3 separate regions of the Pan troglodytes genome follow, and regions 1 and 2 are each linked to region 3. The links are chromatin contacts, called in public Hi-C maps. All regions are on one chromosome and are shown on one strand. The core of a region is the stretch at or near the end of the contact, and the rest is flanking DNA. Distances in the headings are between cores, read along the strand shown.

Region 1 (3,706 bases), core at 80-2,579, 660 kb before region 3:
CTTTCTTTTTTCCGTTGTTGTTTGCTTGTCAGTTATACAATACCTTAAACCCTCCCTAGCAGTATTCAGCATTGCGGTTCCATTCACCTCGCATTCTTCATTTCACTTAAAATTTCAAAAGGAAGGTAGAAATTTAAGTTTAAAGGACTCATGTCACCTTTAAAGGACTCATCCTTTAAAGGAGGCAGATGGAGATGTAGTTCCATGGCTAATTGCACTCTGTTATTCTTTTCTTAGTAGATTCACCTTTCAACTCTTTGCCTTCGAGAATGTTTCTCTGTCAATTTCTCTAGCTCTGTGTTTCTGTCTCTCTCCCTACCTCCCTCTCTAGAAGACAAAAAAAAAAAAAAAAAAAAAAGAAAGAAGGAAAAGAAAAAGAAAAAAAAGAAAAAAGAAGCCCTGTTTCATTTTGGTACCTGTAACTGCTGGAATTGGATCCATGTACAGTAAGCAATCATTCTAACCGAAAAACAGAGAAGAAAGCACAATTGTAAGCCATGAGCTGTATTTTTGGTTCAATCACTTCCACTGCAAAAACCAGTCCATTTATTTTGGCGGATAGAAAGAAAATTTGATCCACCTTAGTGATGCTTCAAGGGTCTGTCTTTGCCTTTATGTTCTTGCACAGTTCCCAAACTTGCCCCACTTCTTCTCTGAAACAGATGTCCTGCTTAACGAGATGCATGTCTCCTACTCACTTCCACCCTTTTGCCCCCGTGAACAGATGAGCCCACAACCCTCTCTCCCCAGCCCTGGAGCTAACTAAATTGTAGACAGAGCAGCAGAGCAGCCCTGTCTTAGCTGATTAGGGTCTGGTTGCTGACTACGTTGCAGTTCCTGAGAAATACGGGGCAATTCACTTTGCAGGGTTCTGTCTCTCATGCAGTTTTGTGCCCCAAGAGTCACTTTTCAAAATCTCTTAACTTCTGTTCCTGGTTATACCGAGAAAGGAAGTTCAGGGGAATCCTTAACGTGGTTAATTATAAAGTCAATGCTGGAATCCAAGGGACTCTCAGGCAGCAAGGGTGCAGCTCTTAACCCCACAGTCTCCAGCATGTGCGGAGAAGGTACTGGAAATGCAGGAACTTCAGAGGTGGTGGCAGGTGCTAGGTGCTAGGGTGTGGCTGCAGTTGTCTCCCTTTTCTCTTACAGCAGAAGGAGCTGAAAGAGGAGGGGAGGAGGGAGGAAGGAGAGAGAGAGCAAAAGAGAGACAGAGAGAGAGAGCAAAAGAGAGACAGAGGAGGGGGAGACCCGGGGAGTGAATAACAGGGCGGGCGGAGGGCGGGCGGGCGCCGGGGGAGTGGGGAGCGCGCCTGCCAGGCTCAGACTCACACGCACGCCGCCTCTGTTTGTACACAGTGCGCTCCCGGCGGCCCGCTCGCTCCCCTCCAGCTCACGCTTCATTGTTCTCCAAGTCAGAAGCCCCGCAGCCGCCGCGCGGAGAACAGCGACAGCCGAGCGCCCGGTCCGCCCGTCTGCCGGTGGGTCTGCCTGCCCGCGCAGGAGACCCGGGGCGGCCGCGGGAGCCCGCGCCCCGCCCGCCGCGCCTCTGCCGGGACCCACCCGCAGCGGAGGGCTGAGCCCGCCGGCGGCTCCCCGGAGCTCACCCACCTCCGCGCGCCGGAGTGCAGGCAAAAGGGGAGGAAAGGCTCCTCTCTTTAGTCACCACTCTCGCCCTCTCCAAGAATTTGTTTAAGAAAGCGCTGCGGAAAGAGAACGTCTTCTTGAATTCTTTAGTAGGGGCGGAGTCTGCTGCTGCCCTGCGCTGCCACCTCGGCTACACTGCCCTCCGCGACGACCCCTGACCAGCCGGGGTCACGTCCGGGAGACGGGATCATGAAGCGCTCGGTAGCCGTCTGGCTCTTGGTCGGGCTCAGCCTCGGTGTCCCCCAGTTCGGCAAAGGTAAGGCGTCGGGACCCGGACAGCTGGGTGAGGGATGGGCTGGGAGTCCCCTGAGAAACGCCGCGCAGGGGGCCGGAGGCGGTCCCTCGGGCGTGCCAAGGGTGGCGAGCGCCGCTGGCGGCGCGGAGGAGGCGTCGAGTCCTGGGTGCCCCGAGAAAGTGCTTGTAAAGTCTGAGCAGAGTGCGCGGGGCCGAGCGGGGAGAAGGGTGCGGGGTACCCGGGTGAGATACAGGAAAGAGGAGGACGGTGGGGAGCGGTAGAAGACAGCGTCCCCAGGACCAGCGACTCTGTGGCTCACTCGGCCACTGGGTCTCGGCGCAAACCCTCCCTAGGCAGTGCGGGCGATGCTGACTGCAGACGTCGGGCAGGGCTTTCGTGGGGGCGGGAGCGGGGGAAGCCAGTGCGCCCGGGCGTCAGCTAGTTGATGCGGGAAGAGGCTGGGGAGCTGCAGGGCCGTCCGCCCCCGGGTGCGGTGCTCTGGCGCAGGGCCTGGGCTGAGCCGTTCGCAAACCCAGACCCGGCGCTGGGCGTTTTGGCCGCGGGTGAGGTGGAGAGGAGTCTCACAGGTCACTTCAGCTTTCTCCTGCCTCCCCATCCCAGAGGAGCAGCATCGATTACAGCAAACCCCAGGAACCCGCCTCTCCTAGTCTGACCCCAGGGGCCTGGAGCTTAGCTGCGCACCCCCTCCGAGTACCAGTGTTAACTCTTGGTAATGGGGAATAGTGCGGGGCAAGCCACCCCTCGCGTCCCCGCACAGGAGCGGAAAAGTTGTGAGAGCTTGTAGGGTGATGCCTTCTGTGAATTGCACGAAAAAATAAAAACAGAAAAATAAAAATCAAATTAAATTAAAAAGAAAAAAGCATTTAAAAGAAAACGCAGGACTTCGACGAGTGTCCTGCTGAGTAGTTTAGGCGACTTCCAGGTCCCCTGCGAGGTGCAGCTTGTCCATACAAACCCTTGTGCTGACCTGGGTCTCACTGCCGGCCGGGGCTGAAGTAGTCGCCGGAAAAGGGCAGCGGGGGCAGCAGGGTGTGTGGGGAGGCGAGTGGGAGCTGTGCCTGGGGGAGCTGTGCCACTCCTGCGCTCACAGATGCGGGCGGCCCCTTGTGAGGGATCCGCGGGTAATAGAATCCTCTGCAGGCAGCTTCAAGTGGAGAGCTGAGTGAACTACAGGGTTTTAAATGCTGTGCCTCTAAAAAAGGTAGATGGATTTAAAAATGCGTTGACTCCAATCCACTTGAGATTAGACAGAGTATGAATATTCTGCACCATCCATCCATGCACCTATCCATCTATTTGAGTCACAAGAAAATTGTGGACTCTTGGGCGACTGTTCGCCCAAGAAGCTGGGTGTTGCTGGCCAGATGCCCTCGCAGCTCTGGCAGTAGAGATCCATGGCCGCGCCTTGCCTGGGCCTCCCTCCGTCCCCCAGAATGTGGTTATTTTCCCCCAGCGTGTAGGCGTGTGTGTAGGTGTGTGCCTCGCCTGCGTTTACAAAGTGCCCTTCCAGTTATCAGGCAAAGGCAGCCACTCCACTAAAGGTTAAGAAATGGTAATGGTTCCAGTAGTTGCTCGGCCGAGTCTCCAGCGATATAAAAAAGAGAGTGCTTCCACGGCTGCTGTTTTTCCTTTCTCTCATTTCCCGTCTGGATTTCCTCTGCACTTTGATCTCTTAGCTGGAAGGGAAGGGGGAAGGACTGCAGGCACTCCCCTCTCCTCCTTCTCTTCCCCGCCTACGTTTCCACCCCAAACACGAAAACACACTCACCCACTCACTCGCATTGTGTCACCGCCACCACCGTA
Region 2 (3,335 bases), core at 650-3,149, 550 kb before region 3:
TACAGGCATGAGCCACAGAGCCTGGCCTTTGGCTAAATTATTACTGAGATGTGCAACCTCAGGCTTCCAAAGGCTCCATTACTGTCATTTTGTCATTTCATATATTTTATCATTTTCATGTGATTGTTTAATGTCATCATTGTCTTTTTTTTGGTAAGAGAGCATATACATAAATACATTCAAATGTATGTATGAAATCCCTTGTTCAGATACATATTGAACCTGCTTTGAAACAACTACTGTCCAAGACTTGTCACTCTCAACTCAAATGATGATTCATATGCTGTGGCCTTTCAAAAAATTTTCCAAGGAAGATTGGAAGCCATAGATGGGTTCCTTTTGTAATACTCAAAACTCAGTATGGAACCAATATATCTTTCTAGCATCTTTTTGAAAGCTGATCTATTCTGGTATCTGCTCTACTATCATGTGTCTGCCATTGCTTTCTAGAAACATTAAGCATTACCCACCTTAGGAGGATAAATTATCATGCTAAGGGACTTAGCCATATTAATAACTGCAAACTGAAACCCAGAATTATTCCTATTTTCACAAAAGGAAGATCACATATGCAAGTGATGAGAAGATTAATGCAAGAGGCCAAAGCTTTCCAAAAGATAAGAAGGGTGGGCAATACACAACAATATTAAATAATTGGCCACAGGGTAGAGAATGAAGAGACCTTGAAGAAGGTGAAGAACTTGAAGAGGTGAAGGGAGAAAGTGGAGACTAAAGGCAAGAGAAACCTTTCCAACACACAGATTTCATTTCTGAAGCCATGTTGTTTGTATGTGAATACTACTTTACCATTTACTATTCTATGTCTTTGGATAAATTATACCAATTCATAAAATTTATTTTTTCCATAAGTAAAATGAGGTTTATCACATCAGAGAATTTTCCCGCAGGGATATTATGAAGCTTAAATGTGATAATACCCATAAAACACTTAGTATAATTTTTGGTACATAGTGAAGGTGCAAAAAAAATTAACTACTATTACTATAAAATAATCAAATATACTAACAAATAGGCTACTAAATGGAATAGAAGAATCCAAGGGTATATGAAATTTGGGGATTTGTGCAAGCAGGTAATTTGTGCCAGAAAAATTTGTCAGGAACAGTTTGTGTGATTTTAGGCCTAAGGCTAGTTATAAGTAATAGGAAGGTAGAGAGAGGAAGGTGGAAAAGAGGATTTATATACAAGTGGTTCAAGATCTTTTTTATCCTCCCAAACTCTGAGAGCATCAGAGGTATCCCCATTAGTTCCTTGCCAAGGCAGTCATGTCAAAACAGAGCTACATGGGACCTGGGATAGGAGTTCCCCAAGGTTTTATATAACTTGAAGCCCTGTACCCAAGATGATACTAAACTGCACGCATACCACCCCATGAGAGTCACTGACAAAACTGCATAGAGAATTCAACCAATGAGAAAAGAGATAGACAGATAAGGTCAAAGCCTCTTCAATAGCAGAGATAAACCAGTGCTGGTTTCTGAGCTTTGGGTTAGAGCTGCATAAAGCCCTCCTCTTTCATGTTGGGGCTGGCTCAGGGTTTGGAAAGGATCTGATGGGACCAAACCATCACAAAAATGAGGACAGGAGGGATACAGAGACTTAATACCACTAAGTGGTCATGTTGTGTGACCCAATGCAGTGAGGCTATTGATAGAATAGAGGCAATGGGTTTTTGAATGTATTCAAGTTCTTAAAGAGTTGTCCTTTTCTGTGCTTAATGTCTTCTTTTCAGCAAGTCACATTTTATTTGGTAGCCCAGAGAGGTAACAAAACTCCACTTCCTAAATATTTATGTGGTTTACTTAGTGTAAAAGCATGTATTCTAAATGGAATTCCATTAAGGCAACTGTAACTCCTGAAGAAAGGGCACTTTGAGTTTCTCCTTACAATTAGGTTGTTCCCTATAAAGATGCAAATTGGAGTGTTAACAGCAATAACCTGACACCTGTTGGAAACCAAGAAAGTGGCAAAACACCCATAATTTCTGACTTCCACTGAGTTTATTGCTCAGTTGTCTTTCCTTGTCAAGAACTCCCATACATTAAGGAAACGCATTGGCCATATAGCCATTAAATCTGAATAACAGATTCCATGTTTGTTTAAAGAATTCAAGAGCTCATTTGTTCTCATGTTTATCAGTAAGCTTGTCTACAGAGGGGTGCCTTATCAAAGTGATTTGTGTTTTTGCTCCCTAAGACTGTTGTGGCTGTGAATAAAAAGACTTACTTCATAGAACTTTAGAGATTCTTTGGAATTAGAACATACATCAACTCTTATAAAACGTTGTCTTCATGTGAAAACATTGTTGTAAAAGGTGTGTATGAAATCATTCACTTTTTACAAAATTTCGTCAAGATCTAAACCTGACTTTTAAAATATGATTTCTTTTCTAAAGTTAACTAGCTGTCTATTGACTATTTTCAGTTGCAAGAGGACCACTTTTAATTTTTGTGATGTCTCTGTATTTGCCAACCACTAAATAGATAAGCATATACAGTCAAGTTTGGCAACATAGTTTATAATGTTATGCAATGAGGTGACTTAAAACATCCTGGCAGTAAATAGTTGGGGCTGCAGTATAAGGTATAAATTCTCAACAGTAAAAGATACCCGTTTGGCTTTTACATGCTGTAACTTGAAACTAAGACATTCTACTGCTGTCTTAAATTATGACTTTTTAAACAAGAGATAATTAAAGCATAAAATTAGGCTTTGCAATTTTTTTTCTGTAATTTTAACATTACATACCTTTCTGCCTGAAAAATTGATATAACAGTTTTATCTAGTGATTAGCAAAATGTTCTGTTCTTCTTTTAGGTGATTTGCTTAATAAGTGATCAAGTTAACCAACTTGTGTTTGACTTGTTTTCCTTGGAGGTTATTTGTATATGTGACTGACCAGATTTACGCTTAGAAAAAGTAAGAATTCACTATCTAAGATCTAAATAAGAAGATTCTGTGAAACTTCTACAGCTGGACGTGGCACTGAATTTCATCTTTTTTGTAGCACTTGATTGTTTTTATAAAGTCGGTATGAGTTTGTGTTCTTGACAGAGATTCATGGACTAACTGTTGCCATCATGATGTGCTGCATTATTTATATACAGCAGCTAAATTCAATCTTTTAGTTTGTCCTCTGCTGTCAACTGAAGAGCTGCAATCTTCTCTGAAAGAACAATTTTCTGGGTTTGTAATTGTTGCATAATTACAAAAATATATTATCTAAAAGCGTAAAGTTCAGTAAGCTATATTGTGCATTTTTCAACAAACATAAAGTGGTCAGGTGTCACTCCTTTGCTGTCAACCCTCATCAC
Region 3 (3,791 bases), core at 1,223-3,722:
TGATTTCTTACCATGGCTTATTATAATGCCTGTGCCCTGATGAAAAAACTATAAGGGCTAATCAAAGTAATGTATGCCTCCATAAAGCACAATTTGGCTGAACATTAATTAACTGAACATAAAAATCTTTTTAAAAGACTCTTAAAGCTAATTCCAATGTAAATTTAAATAACTAGAAAACCATGTGAACCCCAAAACGAATGGAAAAATGTATATAACGTCAATTAAATTAAGCCTGAATAACACTTCAAATACACACTATTGATAGGTTAAATATTTGTGATTAAAAAGACTGGGGATCTTTAACAAAGACTAGTAAGGAGGCAATGGGGAAGGGAAGGCTGGAAATAGGGGAGGACCAGGAGGGACAGGATGACTCAGAGGTAAGTACCTGTCATTATTTCTGGAAGTCTATCTCAATGGTTGCGGCTATACCTGAAATTGAAAAAAAATCTAGTGTAGCTCACCATGGTGTGACTAAGTTGCAAAATAGATTGTCTTGGGTGGTTAACAAACAATTTCAGAAGAGAATACATTAAATTCTCTTAATGTTGTGCCGGAATAAGTGTATAGAGCAGATCACAAAATAGGGGAACAAGTGCCAGCCATGAGTCAGCTGATTTGATTTACGCTCCAGGCAATCGCCAGAAATTAGGTTGTTAAGCTGAGGGAACAAGATCGGTATTTAAACTGTCTTTATATGATATCATAGCCACACACCACCAGCCTCACCACCTTTATGGTGCCTTAATATAAAAATTGGATATTTGTTTATAAGTCTAATTCGTTTATGTTCTTTAAAATACACACCACCCTGAACGTTTACAAGAAATATGAATAGCATAAAAACCCTTTGCATAGTTGAAAAGCCGAGATGTATCTTATTTTTATTGGCAGTTAATGTAGAGGCCTGTATAACAGCTGCCTCAATAGCCACTAGATTAGGGACATAAAACTGCAAAACCTGTTCCCTGTGCGGGAGGGGAAACAGAAAAATAAGAGAAGCGCCCTCACCCAGGTTTTGGAATTCCAAGAAAGGTGTTGAACGCCTGATGAAGAATTCATTTTGAATATAACTATCTTCATTTAGGGAGGGTGTGTGAGTGTTCCGTTTGTCTTTGAAATGAAACCTTTCCAAGAGGCACGTGTTGATTTACCAAAGACAGAATGGCAAGGGGGAGCCCAGAGGCAAGAACTGGTGAAATCTCTCAGAAGACGCGGGAAGAAGCCTTTTTTCCCCTGCAATCTCTCCCGCCTCTCTCCAGAGTCCAGGAGGAGGCAGTCCCCGTGGCTTAGGCTTTATCTTTAAGACAATAGCGCCGCTCGCCGCCACCCGCGCGACTCGGATCGGGCATCCCGGCGGCCGCACCCCGCGCGCTGGCTCATCTGCACACCGGCCACCTGCACTGTCGGCCAGAGCCCCTGTCCCGGCGGCTTCCCCAGCAGCTTGGCTGCCCCTCAGGTCCTCCCGTCCCACCTGCACCTCCAGGACGACCTGGACCCGCCCATCCTCCTGCCCCACTAGCTCATCGACTTACGACTCCCTCAGTCCCTACGGCCCACGGAACCCTCTCCCCCACCCGCGCCACAGCCCGAGCGGCGGCGGCGGCGGCCTTAAGAAGCCCGCAGTCCCGCCCGCGCCGCCCCGCCGGGGCCGGAGGTTGGAGCCGGGAGCACGGCCGCGAATCCCCGCACGTCCCCAGCGCCCCACGGCACCGGGCCCTGCTCGCTGCAACTCGGGGACGGCCTGCGTCTCGCCTCCACCCTGGCCGCGGGCCCCTCGGGCTTGTTTGCTTGTCCTCAGTCCCAGGGCCAGCCCCGCTCCCTCCTCCCGGCTGCTCCAACAGCCGTTTGCTTCCTGCGGTGTGTTTCTTTTTTCCCCTTCCTAGACTCCATCAAAGGTGGCTCTGTTATTGAAATATGAAGCCATTTCCTCTCCAAAACCCTTGGTTACTCAAGGCGGGAATCAATGGACCTATATACTCTCCCAGAAGTTATAAATAAATGTCTATTTGTTCAGGAGGCGTTTTCCCGCGTGTCCCAGCATCTTCCCCAGTGGTTATTTCAGGGGTGTGTGTGTGTGTGTGTGCGCGCGCGCGCCCTGTGCCCATCTGGTTCTAATCCTGGATATGGATCCACAACCCAACCCCACCCATCCCGTCTCCCCCTCGCATTCCTCGTTCTATAAATAAATCCAGGTTCTTTGAGCTCTGTCATCCAAGGATACAATAGCAGTTGTTTGTTAAGAGAAATTTAAACTCAACACCAATACTGAGTCCAGTAAACCAGAAAATATGCTTCTGGTGATTTGGGTGGAAGGCCATCTCCAGTTTAAGAAGCTTTATGTGCCGCTATCATCATTGTCTGTTATCCTTGATCTCCTTTGGGGAGGGGAAGGCGGGAAAGAGAGGACCTCTCCGACCCTTGGATTTTTCTTTTAAGCAGAGGCTAATAAAACAAAGCGCAAACTGACTGTCCTGAGGAGTCTGCTCACACCGCTGCCCCGCAGATCATTCCACAGACCCCTTGTCCCATCCCTTCTGCACAGACCCAGGACTGATGAGGGTTCGGGTTCGGGAGGTGTGGTGTGGTGGGGGCTTGTGTGGCTGTAGCGGCCGGCTTTCCTAAACCCCAGAGCGGGATACTCGGGATCTGAGCAGAGGGGAAAGTCATCTAAGAGGCTGCTGCTTTACAAGGTCTGGGCACAGAGCTGCCCCTCCCTTCCTCCCTGAAGTTTGCATGAAGTGCACGTTAGGCTGTAATTAGGGGATTTGGGAGGAGAACTTTCCTGGTGACGCTTTGCTTTTCTTCTGCTCTTGGTGAGAAAGTGCCTCCTTCTTCCCAGGATCAGGACCTCTGCCATCCAGCGCCACAAAGAGACATTCTGCACACACACTCACACACACACACACACACACACACACACACACACACACACTCACACTCGCCCAGAGACAAACTTAAGGTGAGGAGAAAGAGCGCTAGCTTCACTTGATCTCCAGCTTCCAACTTAAGCAGAACTTGAGAGCATCCGAACTCCTGGATTTCAGGACAAGGTAAAACTTGCAAATTGTTTCCCCCTCTTTTGGTTATACCTTTGTGCCTTTAAGATTTCAGAGGGCAATACACATGCAATGTATATATACATTAAACAAATTTTATTCTTTTCTTTTGAATTTAGTTTTCATTTGAATTTAATATGGCACCTCAACTTTTAAAAAAGTTTCATATTGTCGGATAAAATATTTCACTACAATAAACAGGCTCAGTCTAAAAATGGAGAAAGAATTAACTCTAGTATCCTAGCTTCTGCTAGTGCTACTGTAAATCTGGTAGGGTCATGGTTTCCAAGTGGTGACTTTTCTATCTGTATCTCAACAACCATTTTTATAGCACCTGAGATGAAACAAGGATAGTATAGGCTGAAGGGAAAGGTGAGGAATGGGAATGTCCAGCCAGGCTTATGAATTTTGTTTCAGAGAATATATAGGGTTATGTGAAAAAGAAAGTTACTTTAGGCATAGGTAATACCTGTTAGATTAATAATCTTAGAAATGTTGCCATTTTTGGCCCAGGCTTCCTTCTCCAGCTAATTATGAAATTAAGATCATAGAATGATGATGCATTTCATATATACAATGATGTTGATGGATAATTTGAATGCACTGAAGAGAATTTATAGTCATAGTTAAGATTACTGTTAAAAGTTGCTTAAAGAAATTATTTGTATGTTGAGACTGTTCCCCACCAAAAACAAACCTTAACTTGTTTGGGCTTTGATTAAGTAGTTT

Evidence for each region. Hi-C and Micro-C count contacts between places; a contact is called where the count stands out from the background.
Region 1: a contact with region 3 is called in a Hi-C map of stem cell-derived neural progenitor cells, with 6 times the contacts expected there. The contact joins the promoter of EDIL3 here to the promoter of HAPLN1 in region 3. A contact is called at or near these places in 2 of 7 Hi-C or Micro-C datasets (induced pluripotent stem cells and stem cell-derived neural progenitor cells) and 1 of 1 datasets of contacts at active chromatin or transcription factors (stem cell-derived excitatory neurons).
Region 2: a contact with region 3 is called in a Hi-C map of induced pluripotent stem cells, with 1.8 times the contacts expected there. The contact joins the enhancer-like site here to the promoter of HAPLN1 in region 3. A contact is called at or near these places in 2 of 7 Hi-C or Micro-C datasets (blood and induced pluripotent stem cells).

The regions. Positions count from the first base shown.
Region 1 is chr4:31,665,681-31,669,386 of NHGRI_mPanTro3-v2.0_pri, forward strand. It overlaps EDIL3 (EGF like repeats and discoidin domains 3), which reads left to right and starts at 1,330. Exons shown (of 11, transcript XM_001146806.6): 1 at 1,330-1,903. The coding sequence starts at 1,837. LOC134810067 reads right to left here. Exons shown (of 6, transcript XR_010157186.1): 1 at 3,672-3,706.
Region 2 is chr4:31,782,037-31,785,371 of NHGRI_mPanTro3-v2.0_pri, forward strand. The region is part of intron 1 of EDIL3 (EGF like repeats and discoidin domains 3); the gene reads left to right. Among named protein-coding and RNA genes, the nearest start is that of EDIL3, 120 kb to the left of the region's middle. Within about 2 kb of position 1,900, at least 1 of the 24 cell types and tissues checked has an H3K27ac peak or open chromatin away from gene starts, as enhancers often do. A contact at or near this core is called in induced pluripotent stem cells, where this site is marked.
Region 3 is chr4:32,329,072-32,332,862 of NHGRI_mPanTro3-v2.0_pri, forward strand. HAPLN1 (hyaluronan and proteoglycan link protein 1) reads left to right here and starts at 2,473. Exons shown (of 5, transcript XM_001147083.7): 1 at 2,473-3,056.